Linked DNA regions of Mus musculus: region 1 is linked to region 2. A link is a contact called in public HiChIP or PLAC-seq data. All regions are on one chromosome and are shown on one strand. The core of a region is the stretch at or near the end of the contact, and the rest is flanking DNA. Distances in the headings are between cores, read along the strand shown.

What was found. HiChIP or PLAC-seq counts read pairs in DNA pulled down with a chosen protein or histone mark.
Region 1: an HNF4G HiChIP or PLAC-seq map of pancreatic cancer cells shows a contact between it and region 2. The contact joins the enhancer-like site here to the promoter of Tm4sf20 in region 2. A contact is called at or near these places in 7 of 39 promoter capture datasets (the 3T3-L1 cell line, 3T3-L1-derived adipocytes, the C10 cell line and 3 more), 2 of 15 datasets of contacts at CTCF or cohesin (the G1E-ER4 cell line and the NIH/3T3 cell line), 2 of 484 Hi-C or Micro-C datasets (CD4 T cells and bone marrow-derived macrophages), 6 of 115 datasets of contacts at active chromatin or transcription factors (bone marrow-derived macrophages, cardiomyocytes, extraembryonic endoderm stem cells and 3 more) and 5 of 9 other capture datasets (adipose tissue, embryonic stem cells, liver and 2 more).

Annotation. Positions count from the first base shown.
Region 1 is chr1:82,972,667-82,979,180 of GRCm38.p6, reverse strand. No RefSeq gene overlaps it. Among named protein-coding and RNA genes, the nearest start is that of Slc19a3, 63 kb to the left of the region's middle. Within about 2 kb of position 3,215, at least 45 of the 459 cell types and tissues checked have an H3K27ac peak or open chromatin away from gene starts, as enhancers often do. A contact at or near this core is called in pancreatic cancer cells and regulatory T cells, where this site is marked.
Region 2 is chr1:82,764,354-82,770,706 of GRCm38.p6, reverse strand. Tm4sf20 (transmembrane 4 L six family member 20) reads left to right here and starts at 2,246. Exons shown (of 4, transcript NM_025453.4): 1 at 2,246-2,472. The coding sequence starts at 2,290.

The sequences.
Region 1 (6,514 bases), core at 1,966-4,465, 210 kb before region 2:
ATTTGGGGGGGCATGCTGGGGATTGAACATGGGGCCTCACACATGCTAGGCAAGCTCTTTACCACTGAACAGCTTTTGCATTTATTGTTGTAAAGATAATCATATTTTGTGCAAATCATTAAAAATTTCAATTATAGGTATTAAGTCTATGTCCATTCCCTAACTGTCTATAGTTGAGTACCAAAAATCAGTTGGATTAAGTAGCATAAATTATTTTATGATAGTATTAAAGATTCAAAGTCCAAAGACATAGAGTTATGTGGCCTCTGAGTACCAAGGCTTCCTGTTTCTGTTTCCTGGCAGTCTTTCATGTTCTTTCACTTGTAGACATGTCATTCCTGTCTCTACATCAGTCTACACATGGTGGTCATTTTGCTCTGTGTGTCTAACTTAGTTTCTTCTCCATGACTTAGGGTTTGCATAAGGGCACTCATCTTGGTCTTCCCTTTAGCCAAGCCTGGCAACAATCACTAATCTCAGCTGCCTAGGAAGTCAAGTCAGGAGGATCTCAAGTTCAAGGCTAGCCTAGCCTAGCCTAGGTGATTTACTTAAATCCTCTCTCAAAACTAGAAAGTACAAAAAGGTGTGGTGTTATAGCTCAGTGGAACAGCAACTTCCTAGCATGAACAAGGTCTTGGGTTCAACTCCCAATACCGTAAACAAGTACAGGAAGAGTGGGCTCAAAAAGCAAGCTCAGCTCTCTGCTTCCTAACACTTGTCCTGGGCTGGAAACACAGCCAGTGTCCTTCCCTAGTACTAAATGTATTCACACCATTCCAGCACCAAACTTGGGTCCAAAACTGTCATCTGAATGTTATCAGCTCTAAGTCCCAGATCTCTTCATCTAAATCAACTATAGACAGATGCGACTCCTAGCTTCCTTCGGAACCTTCTCCAGCTCTGTAGTTAAAGTCCACAATTCTGTCACCATTGTCAAACAGATATACAATGTTTCAAAAATACTTCTGGCTTTTGCCCATTACCAAAGCCCAAAACCTCTTCCACATTTTAAGTCCTGTTACAGGACACCCCCACTCTTTTGTACCAAAATTGGTATCAAACAATTTCACTCCATTAAAATGAGCTGTTCATGACATCCAAATAGCAAGTTCAGTGGTGCAACTAAAATTCCAGAAGATCTGACCCATGTAGCCAGTGTGTATTAACCAACACTTCCAGAAAAAAAGTACTACTAACACTGAGTCATAAGGAACTGGAATATAGAGACTACTTTCAGCTCTCTTAAAGGTACATCCAGTAAATTACACTATGAAGTCTATACAAAGTCTCAGTCTCTTACAATGTAAAAGATATTTTTATCATAATGCCACATATCATAATACCACAGCTGGGTCAGACATTATGAGATTTTTGTTCTAGCAGCAATTCATTGGTTCTTGTAAATTCCGGGGTGACCGGGTCCACATCATAGAAAGATAACTCCAAACAGAGGCATAGTATTACTCATATGAGATGGCAACCCCAAATCTTCTCCATTTAACACCATCTACTCCACACAAGGAGTAAAGAGAATAATTTTTATCTCTATAACAGTAGGACTCGAACATGTTAAGGCATTTGAGAAAGATCGGGATTAAGTACAACAGGGACAGACACCCTGATGGTCCACATGATGGTTATAGTTTTAGCTGGAATGTTTATGAGCCAGACTCCCTGACTACAGGACAGTAACCCAAAACAATGCTAGGACAGATGACCAACCCTGGACCACTGTTTTCCATGCATCTGGCCTTCTCCTCAAGACTAAGAATGTACAGTATAATATAATTAAGAAAACAATCACAGCATTCATATGGCAACACTTTAACTACAGTCCCAATGACCTTTGTAGAAGTAGGTTTAAAATTAATTAAAATCTGATACCTGCTTGAAGGATGATAATTCAAGCCACTCAAGTGACCTGAGGTTGAACATTCACTGAATTTTTTCACCCTTATAATTATTCCACTCACTTTTTAAAAAGTGGAAAATACCTAAGGATTTGGAACAGAGCCCTTAGGAAGGATTGTCTGAATCTATTATGTCCAATTTTTCACTCCATTCTATTTTAGATAGACCATAGAATCAAAGAATATCATGTTTTGTGTGTCCCCTTAGAGTCATTAATTTTCCATAGATTTGAATCTTTAGTTCAGAGTCTGTGCCCATAGGCAGAACCCTGACTGATGAAATGAGCCCATGCTGTCTTTTGACAGTTAATGAATACACTTGCCATCCTCCTAATACAGGTTCAGAAATACCATGGACAGGATTGCTATAGCCACAAAGACATTTGGCTTTGATAAATGGCCAGCCTAGCCTAGAAAGTGAACTTCTGTTTTAATAAGAAAAGTATTTGAGGAAGAATCTGACATTGTCCTTGTTCTCCGCACTCATTGATGCAAGAGAGTGCATTCATACCTGTACATACAAAAAAATATATATACCACATACATATACCACACATGCACAAAAGAAGGGAGGTGTCCTAGTTAGGGTTTCTACTGCTGTGAAGCAATGCCATAGCAACCCTTATAAATAAAAACAAATTTAACTGGGGCTGGCTTACAGTTCAGAGATTTAGTCCATTATCATCATGGTGGGAAGCATGTTGTTGTGCAGGCAGACATGGTGCTGAGCAAAATAGACTTTAAAGCCCATCCCCACAGTGACACACTTTCTCCAAAAAAGCCACACCTACTCTGATAAGGCCACACCTCCAAACAGTGCCACTCCTTATGGCTAAACACTCAGACATGTGATTCTATGTAGGTCATTCCTATTCAAACCACCACAGGAGGAGGGAAGGAACGAAGAAAAGAAAAAAAAAAAGGAACAAAAATGAATGATGTCCTGTCTGAGCCTCTAGGATACGTTTGATGAGTCAGACACTGTGCTATTCCTGGGGGGATAAAGTTTGTCCCTGCTTTCGAGGAGTCTTTCAACTAACATCAAGATTTGCATATTGGAACATCAGTGCCTTCCAAAAGCATCCAAAGTACAGCTATGCTTATTGATGAAGGTGTAGAGTGTGCCATTCTGGGATGTGTTAACACGGGTAGTCCTCATAGTGTGGTATCATCTCTGCTTTGCAGATGAGGAGTCAGACACAAAGAGAGTCAGGCAGCTGCCAATGGTCCAGGTGTGTAAGTAGCAGAGGTGGCTTTGGGCCTGACTCACTGACTAGAGTGCCTTGCAATAAGATCTTACAGGAAATAGTCTGAACATCGGGAGTGGGCGGAGCTGGAATAGGTCAGAAAGGCTCCAGGAAGGAAGTGGTCAAGGACTGAGTTGTTGACCTTTCTCCTGGAGCTGTTGCCTTTCTATGGAGAGTCACTGTTCTTCATTTAGTCAGCCTGAGTCCTACCGTTGTAACCTCTCACTTCTCGGTCCTAGTAGAGATGTAAGCCCTTATTCCTGTTTCTAATGTTAGAAAACCATTTCTAAAAATATTATTATTTGTGTGTTTACATGAATGCTTGTGTGCATGTATGTGCATTGTGTTTGTGTGTATGTCTGTGTGTGTGTGTGCATGTGCACATGCATACAAGTGCCTTCAGAGGCCAGAGAGAGTATTAGACCCCCTGGACCTGGAGTTACCAATGCTGTGAGCCACTTGACATAGGTGCTGGGACCTGAACTTAGATCTTTTGCGGAAGCAAGCAGCCCTCTCAATCACTGAGCCATCTCTCTAATCCCCTAGAAAGACTCAAGCTTCTTTAGATGTCGGGCAGTTCTCTTTCTGGGGGAAAAAAAGGTGTTAAAATCAAATAGGCATGCCTAGATAGGTGATACTTAAATTAAGTTAGGATACTGATGCTGAGCCAATGTTCGCTTCTAGAATAATGTTTAAGAATGAACCTGGACCTCTGGAAGCTTTCAGACACTAAGCCACCAAGTAGGCAGCAAACACAAGCTGTTCCAAGGCCCCCGACACGTATCTAGCAGAAGACTGCCTGGTCTGGCCTCAGTAGGAGAAGATGTGCCTAATCCTAGAGAGACTTGAGGCTCAAGGAAGGGAGAGGCCTTGTGGTGGGGGAGCACTCTCTCAGAGATGGGAGGGAGGGATGGAATAAGGAGCTGTGTGAGGACGGGACCAGGTAGGGGAGCAACAGCTGGATTGTAAATAAATACGTAAATACATAAATGCATAAATAAATACATAAATGACTAAGGGGTCTACCTGTTCTGTAAATCTTCACCCCCAAAAGCTTTTTATTCACATTTAAATACTCGTTAAAATAAGGTTCTGTGTCATCAGCAACATGGGAAGGAGCTCCTGCCAGCAGCACAAAGCCCAGGCTTACTTAGCAATGTCTGTTGATGCTTCGTCTCCAGTTTAAAGTCTCCAAAGGACGGCCCTGTCCTAAGACCTCCTCATCAGACACATCCCTGGAACTTTTGCTTCCCTAACTCTAAAAAAATAAAAGCCTCTCGTGATATCACACTTATATGCCATTGTCATTGGTAAGGACCAAGAACACAGTTCTATCAGTCAGCGAGCGATCTTCGGTCATCCCCATGGTTGCAGAGGAGTACAGGGGACCGGAGAGGCCCCACATAAGAGGGCGGGGCAGTCAGAGCGTAAACACGGATGTCTGCGCAACTGGCTGTTTATCATGTACCCTGGAGTCCACTGGTGACCACTTTATCCTTACTTCCTTACAGCCGGATAACTGATACTCATTTTATCTCACAGGAAACAGGTGGAGACATTGAGTGACCTATGGTGGCCTCAAAAAGGGCTTTCAGGACTGAAGGTTTCCAGCTAGATGCTGGACTGACTCTTCAAGCCCCTCCTGAGTTCAGCTTGGTTAATGTCCATCAGAAGAGCCATAGTTAGGAAGTTGTTTACATACTTGCCCGTACAGTCTTTCTATTCCCAAGATATTCTATTCCTCACGTTTTGTCACCTTTGAGATAATTTTTAAAGGAGTCTGTGGTAGGTAGCTGGAGATGCAGGCGCAGACACAGTTATGTGATCTGATACACATCGAGCTCTAAAGGAAGAGAAGGCAGAGCTAGGAGCCGCCTTTGAAGCAACCCGGCATTGCACGTGTTTTCCTGACATCAAATGAAGCTTTGAAGTTATTTATTTTAATGTCAAGTTGTGCCACACCCCTCTAGCTATTGACATTGTCAGGGCCCATTGTTGCATTGGTACTCTGGCTTTCCTTTCTTAGTCACTTGACTCCTAGAATCCCATTTTAGAATTCAGTTCCTACTAAACTCATTAGCATCCTAAGTACTGGCTTCTAGAGATAAGGAAGGAGACCCTCTTCTATCCCATAAAATGCTGTCATCTCCGGGGAATGTGCAGAAAAGCAACTAGCTAAAACCTTCTGATTCAAATATTCTTTAGTCTCTTTGTAATACCAAGAACCCTGATTAGTGTCAACTTTTTAGGCAAAACCAAATAGATCTGCTGCTGACATCAGGCCTCCTACATTTAAGCCACATTTTTAAGAAAGCAAGCCAGAACTATAGGAAAGTCACGAATTGCGTGCCCAGCTCAGAGCAAGGAGCACATTATTAGTAAACGTACAGTGTATGTCATAAAATGAGTTTGTCCTAGGGATGTGCTGGATAGCTACAAACATGTGCCCAGTCAGATCAGGACTGAAGTCAGTGTCTCCTATCCTCACACACTGGCATTCTGTCTGGAGAAGGCTTTGTTGTGAGGGCTGTTTGCTGTCCTGAGAGAGGAAGAACCATACAATCAATCACTATAAACCACTAGAGGCCAGCATGTGCCTGGTCATGACAAGTGTGTCTTCAGATATTGCCATGAAAATGAAAATGCAAACAAACAAAAAACCCTGATTGAGAACCATGATATTAAAGTTAGGGTTAGACTGGAACTAAACATTGTTTTTACATAATTCTTATGATAGTGTAGTAAAACTATAAGTCAATTTATCAAAACTTTCCCTACTAAGATGAATGGGGTTTTTTGTTTTGTTTGTTTGTTGTTTTACATTGTTGTTGTTCGCTGTTATCGTTGTTGTTACTGTTGTTATTATTATTATTATTATTATTATTATTATTATTATTAGAGGTGGTGGTGGTGTTGTGTGTGTGCATGTATGTGTGTGTGACATGCACAGCATATATGGAAAAGTCAGAGGACCTTTAAGGAAACATTTCCTGCCTCCAGCCTTACTGACTCAGGGTCTTTCTTGAGACCTGCCACTCTGCAAACACTCTACTTCACATTAGCTGGTCTAAAAACTTGAAAGAGATTCTCCTGCCTCTGCCTGCCTCTCACCTCACTGTAAAAGCACTGGGATTGCAGAACTCTTCCCAGAGCTCAAGCTTAGGTCAGCAGGAGTGTACGGCAAGTGTTGAGCGATCTCATGGGTTCAGTTAGTTTCTGAGAGGGTCTTTCTCTCTAGCCCTAACTGTCCTTGAACTCATGACAACCCATTTCATCCTCCCAAAGTTCAGGGATTACAGTTGTATGCCAGCATTACCAGTTTAGGCAAGGCGACTGTAAAGTTTACCAACATACCTT
Region 2 (6,353 bases), core at 997-3,496:
CTTAATAAACATAGCTGAGTAGAACGCGGAAGACTAAAATACGTCTGTGCTGTGCTGAAGATGCCTAGCCATGGATAAATAAGTCAGCCTCCCTGAATTTGCTCATTCATTGATGAAATAATGAAGCTGAACTCAGAATCTCTAAGGACCTCTTCTTCTTTAATAGCATATGCATCTTCGAGTCCTTAAAACTGAACTCAGGGCCCTTCCACCTTTACCCATGGAAGATTTCGCTTCTATTTCTGATATTCATAGTGCATGTATAATGTGAATACAGGGAGCATTATAATGTGTTTATATTTTAGAATCCACCCTCAGCCCACTATGAACGGCCAGTGATAATCTGCAGAAGACTCCCATTAAAGACCTCAGCTGAGTGAAAGCAATGTGAATATATTCTATTATTTTGAAGCACTTGCCTTTCAAGAGATGCATGTATTATATGTCTGCTTACATTGGCTGTATACACCACGTGTTTTAACTTTAAAGTGTTCCCTCCTTCCCCAATGTAATTTATGAATAAAACAATGGAAAATACTGTGTTTCACTGTCTTTGAATTTTTTTTTCAGACTATTGGAACTGATGTTTTGGCAACACAGGTTGCGAACTCCAGGAAAGTTTAAAAATTGAGTTAAAGTTTGACACTGAATATAAGGAAACGAAAGCTACTGAGATTGAGTCAATAGACTCCTGGGTTGTTTTACGTGGGCTAAGGGCTCTCTCCATTTAGTTATTCAGGAGATGGGCTGAAGAAGCTATTGACATGGTCAATGCATGACTTCTTAGATAGTTTAGTTGTTTCCGGTCTATGTGGAAAACAAGGTAGACATAGCCTAGTGCTTGCAAAGCAATGTGGCTTGAAAGTGACATTGTTTTCTTTCCCTCTCTTTCTACTGGTTTGAAGTAGTCACATGGTCTTACTTAGCTGTAAGTGGATAAGTGTGAATAAGTATGGAGATGAATTAATATGAGAGAAAATTCATATATCTTTATATATGTATACCAATATATCAGTGGCTACCTATGCACTATGTGACTCATGATTTTTCAAGACAGCTAAGGCAGCTTTACTACCTATTTATATGCCTTGGATTCTTGCTGGGGTAGTTCAACCAGTCAGGCAGCAGACTGCATGGTTAAGACCTGGCTTGTCATCATGTGAACCCTTTGCATGGGATGGAACTGCAGTGACAGAGGGTTGAGAAGATAGCAGGAGCTGGAGAGTCCTGACTTATCTTACAAATATTACCTGTCCTTCTAGATACAAACATACACATGGTTCAAACTGTTTTCAAACGATCTAATGATGGAACCTAGATACTCTAAAGAGTTTTCTCCAAACATTTGAATAAGACAGCAATAACTGTTTTGTTTGTTATTCATTTCAGTGTCTTTTCAGTTGTCCTCTCTGTAAACAAAGTGGTATTTTCCCCAGAGCCGCCTGCCTTTGAAATCTGGATATGCAGTGACAGGATGGACCTTTATGAGATACACAAAGCAGCACAAACTAAAGGCTTGTTCCTCTGTCTGCTATAGTTGAGGAGGACCATGGCAGACATGGAACCTTCGTCTCCCGTCTAGCCTCTCTGCCATTGCTTTTATCATAGTGTCCATATTTGATCACTTTCCTTCTGGTGCCATTAGTCAAACCTCCCACAGGTTGTAGGTGGGATGTGTACAAAGGATCTACTTTACAAGACTGGGAAAATTAAGGATTAAAAATGCTGCATGTGAGACAATAGCCTGAAATGAAACACTAATATTTAGAGTAATCAGGAATACTTGCAGAGAAGATTGCTTTCCCTAATCTTATACAATGTTCATATTCTTACTGAATAACTCCAAAATAAGGATACTTTATATATAATATCCTTGTATCGTCCAATAATATAAAACTATGAAAAGTAGTTTATTCTAATTGGATATACTTTTTGTCTTCTTAGATTTTTACAAGGCACATCAGTAGAGGAATATTTTAGGAGTTATGCCACACAAGCTTTTTTTTTTTTAAATCAGTTTTTACTTACCTGTATTCATGTGTAAGTTCATCACACAGCAACATTAGATTTTTTTTTCTATCTGTTTCCCTTCATCCTATCATAATATGATTATTGGTTCCCGTCATAATCCTCACAATAACATCCTGCCCTACTGGACTCTGAACTGCTTTCCACAACTCATTTTTCATAAGTGCTAAACTTTAACCAGAACGTTGGGATAAAAGGCCAGGCAGAGAGCTACACGAGCCCAGCCACCCTGAGGAGGTTTCTAACTGAACCAGGAAAACCATGACGTGCTGTGAAGGGTGGACATCCTGCAATGGCTTCAGCCTGCTCATTCTGATCCTGCTAGGAGTGGTTATCAATTGTATACCCCTGGGAATCAGCTTAGTGGAGGCAGACTCGACTTCTCAAAACCCCATCTCCTGCTATGAGTGGTGGTTTCCAGGAATTATAGGAGCAGGTCTGATGGTGAGTAATACCTACATGAACAGACTTGGAGAAGGGTGTCTGATGCCTTTAACTATGACTTTCAGCCTTGCACAGTTAGGAATGTGATTACCATCAATTTATAATGTTACATTGTGAAGAATGATAATTTATGTACAGAAAGCGATGGTCCATCTTAGGGACCTTAAGGCAAAAAGCAGGTTAAGTCGTTACCTATAGCATTTCTTCACAGGTGGGATGATACCTCTGAACTTTATTATTTAACATTAAGGAACTTCAGTTTTTCTTTTTTAAAACATGGTGCTGGCGATGGAACTCGGGGCCTTAACCACTCTGTGGGATATTGTTTAAATCTATTGCCTCTTTTTCTCTGCCCCATCCTGATTTCTAGGTATAGGGAACGTGGCAGCAGTGGGAACTTGCTCTACGGGAATGAGAAGCACCCCTGCGCATGGGTAGCCTTGGAGATGGCATAGTGAGGCTTAGCCTGCTTCTCAAGGGAGCTGGCCTAAGACATAGAGTTCGAAATCCTGGGTCTCTTTTATAAGATGCTTGGCCATGGTCATGGTGTTTTATCACAGCAATAGGGAAGCAACTAAGCCAGTTTCTGACCTCAACAACTTTTGGTTTTGAGTATTACATAGATCCCAGAAAGCTTCAGAGTTCTATAGTCTGATGATGGTGAATGGGTGTTCCTTGTTGAAATCTGATGCAAGGTGGGACAACACAGATTTCATGCGTTCTTAACAGTGAACTATCAGAGTCAGGTTCTCATTGTCTCCTAGAAATTGTGATGCAGCCAGTCTGGGTAGAACACATTTGTAGAATCCAATTTTCAGATCTGGAAGATGCACTCCTAGCAGTGCCCCAGCTGAGACAGGCCATTTAGAAAAACTCAGCTATCTCTAGATATGAATTTGCATTGCTGAAAACACAGGAGAGAATATTTTAAAGCTTTGCTACAAGTAGTAAAGAGCACGAGGTAGTGATGGTACCCATCTACATCTCTTGGGCTTTTTTTTTTTTTTTTTTTTTTTTTTTGAGAAACCAAGGAGCCAGAGACTAAACAGACCAGAAAGGACAGGAGGCATAGAACATTCATTTGTTGACATCTTGCTGGAAAGCCTAGTTTAGCGTACATCCTGCCTAGTTTCCACTCTACAATCATCTGGGCTGCAATTATCACTTGTACTTTATATACCAGAAAACAGAAGGCTGAGAATGTTAGCCAGGTCACACAATGGGTGTGAAACCCAGTGCTAGATTTATCTAATGCCAAAGCTAGTTAAAATACTGTCGTCCTCAATCTCTGCCTCAGGCTCACAGAGGTCAAAGATAAAATCCACAAAGTAAAAGGACCAGGAAGCTGAGTCACACAAAGGCCTACACACCTGGGAAACACTTGAGAGAATCTGGACTCCTTGTCTTGCCTATCTTGCTTCCCTCAATAAATATTAACCAAAGGTCATTAGAGCATCAAACTCATGGAGAAGTCTGATGCTCTCCATACGCAGACCCTCAAGCTGGAGGTTAGCCCGACTAGTAAACAGGTGCTAACAGCAGTGCTCGGAAGGCAAGCATACTTTCATGATCCTTGGCTTCACATAAAAGGATGAATCACATTTTTTTTCCGAGGGGAGTTATGTCCCTTGTGACATCTGTCAACTCACTTCTGCAGACACTTTGTAAAGAAGAATTCACTAAGTGTGTTGAGCATTTGTTTAGTCCTTAAAACTTTTGGCCAGTTGTTACATTTCAAGTTAGCCTCCCTTCAGAAATGGGAATTTTACAGGAAACTGCATATAACACAACCTCAGGGCTCATTACTGATTACTTTATGAAGTCATTTGTTTTATGATTTTATGACCAACCCCAATCAGAGGTGAACCTTTTTATCTTTTGAAACTGTAACCAAGTAAAACATTATGTAGTTAATCTTTAAGATTATCTACTAAGGGGAAGGGGATTGTCAATATAAATGTTACTTGATCAAGCATTAAAAGCATTTTAAAATGTTTGTTGTAAAATATAATCAGAAAGGCTCTTTTACTTTATATAAAGTTAACTATAAGCCTGGTCTTACTCATTCTTTTTATTGATTTTTACCCATTACATAAGGGTACTTTTCCAAAGCCAGTTATTAAAATCTTAGTGGAAAACAAATGGCTGTAAGTCAAACTGATTAGAAGACTGCATGCAAACCCTTTACAAAGCAGAGCTTCTGCACTCATGCTGAGCTATGGCTTTAAGTGTTGTTCTCATGTTCAAGAGGACTCCCCAGAGTTAGGCTTCTATCACAGTTTTTAACTAAGGTTCTTGTGTGCTTCCTTTATGAAAATGTACACTTTCTAGAACTGGAGGAAAGCCTGGGTTCCTGCCAGGAAAACAAACTGTAATTATTTATAAAAAGAAGAGAAGGAAGACTGAATTTCACAAAATCTTATGCATTCAAATATGTTTAGGAATACTCAACCCTACCATTTTAGTGCAAAAGTAGCCATAGATAATATGCAAATGGATTAGGGTTCCAATAAAACTTTATTTATAAAAATGAGGTGACAGGGTGGGGAGTGCATCCTTACCAGTTCTTGTCCTACTTCACTTGTTATATAAGATCAGAAAGCAGTGTCTTCTGGGAACAACCAAAAAAGCTTAGTGTATACATGATGACAAAGATTTCTTTTCCCTTTCCTTCTGGTCTTTCAGCTATGCACAGGGGTAGCTGGACATCCATACGTATGTGTGGCTTCTGAATTGGAAAGGGATCAGTGTTCAGTGTATAAACAAAGCTTAGCAACAACACGAAGTGACATGAAGTCAGCATGCGATTAGATGGGGTGATGTGTGCTGGGAAAGCTGCCTTGTGAGAGACATGAATCTCTTCTAGAAAAACCAGGCAGATGTGGCTTTGGAAGACAACGGGGGAAGGAACAATTAGAGGCAAATTGACATGAGCAAGGGTGCTGGGGTTCCAGGACCCAAGAGTGAGTGGCTTTATGAACTGTAGGTCAATGTGACACAGTGGCTTAGAGACCACATGTCTAGAATGGCTCTGAACTTTCCCTTCTTAGGCAAGTTACACCACCTGTGGTTTGACAGTGGCACAATAGGCCATACACCAATGCTCCATTCAAGGATTGTTACAAGGCTGGCACAGACCAAATCATGTCACGTTCTAACACCTGGTATGTAGTTACAGAGCCTGCTCATGTTAGCAGAGCAGAAGAGTGGGAGAACCATTCCAGGGTACCTAGGATGCACTGCCAAGCACCCATCACAGCTAAAAAGTCGTAAGTGGAAGGAAGCAACTGATATTCTATGTTCAACGATACAAAACTCTTAGTTAAGCGTTCTAGTCATAGCTGATAGATGTCTTTTTAAAAATAGAAAACTAACTCTTAATAATGTGATACCATTTACAGCCCTCCTCAGCAGTACAGAATGCACTATACACCAAGCTTTTGCCTGCCTTTAATCCCAGCACTCAGGAGGCATTAGGCAGACAGATCTCTGTGAGTTTGAGGCCAGCTTGGTCTACACAGTGAGTTCTAGGACAGCCAAGGCCTTATCTTGTTTGTACAAACAAACAAACAAACCAAAGACTCCTACTAAACATCAGAGTAAAGTATGGTCAGTACATATTAGGGATCCAGGAGCAGAGAAGGGCATGGGGGACCAATGGTCATTCTCAAATGTAGGCTTGGGAACTCTGGCAAGCTGATGGTTGTCTGGGATGTCGAATTAAGAGCAATTAACCAGCAGGAGTGGTGGTGAATTGGTCCCTGCCAAAGGCAGGCAAACAAAAACACGAATTTCCTTCTTCCCAGATTGACTTGCTTAATTTACAGGAAATAGATAAGGCTGAAGGAGAGGGAAGGGAGAGAACAGGGGAGGGAAAGGTG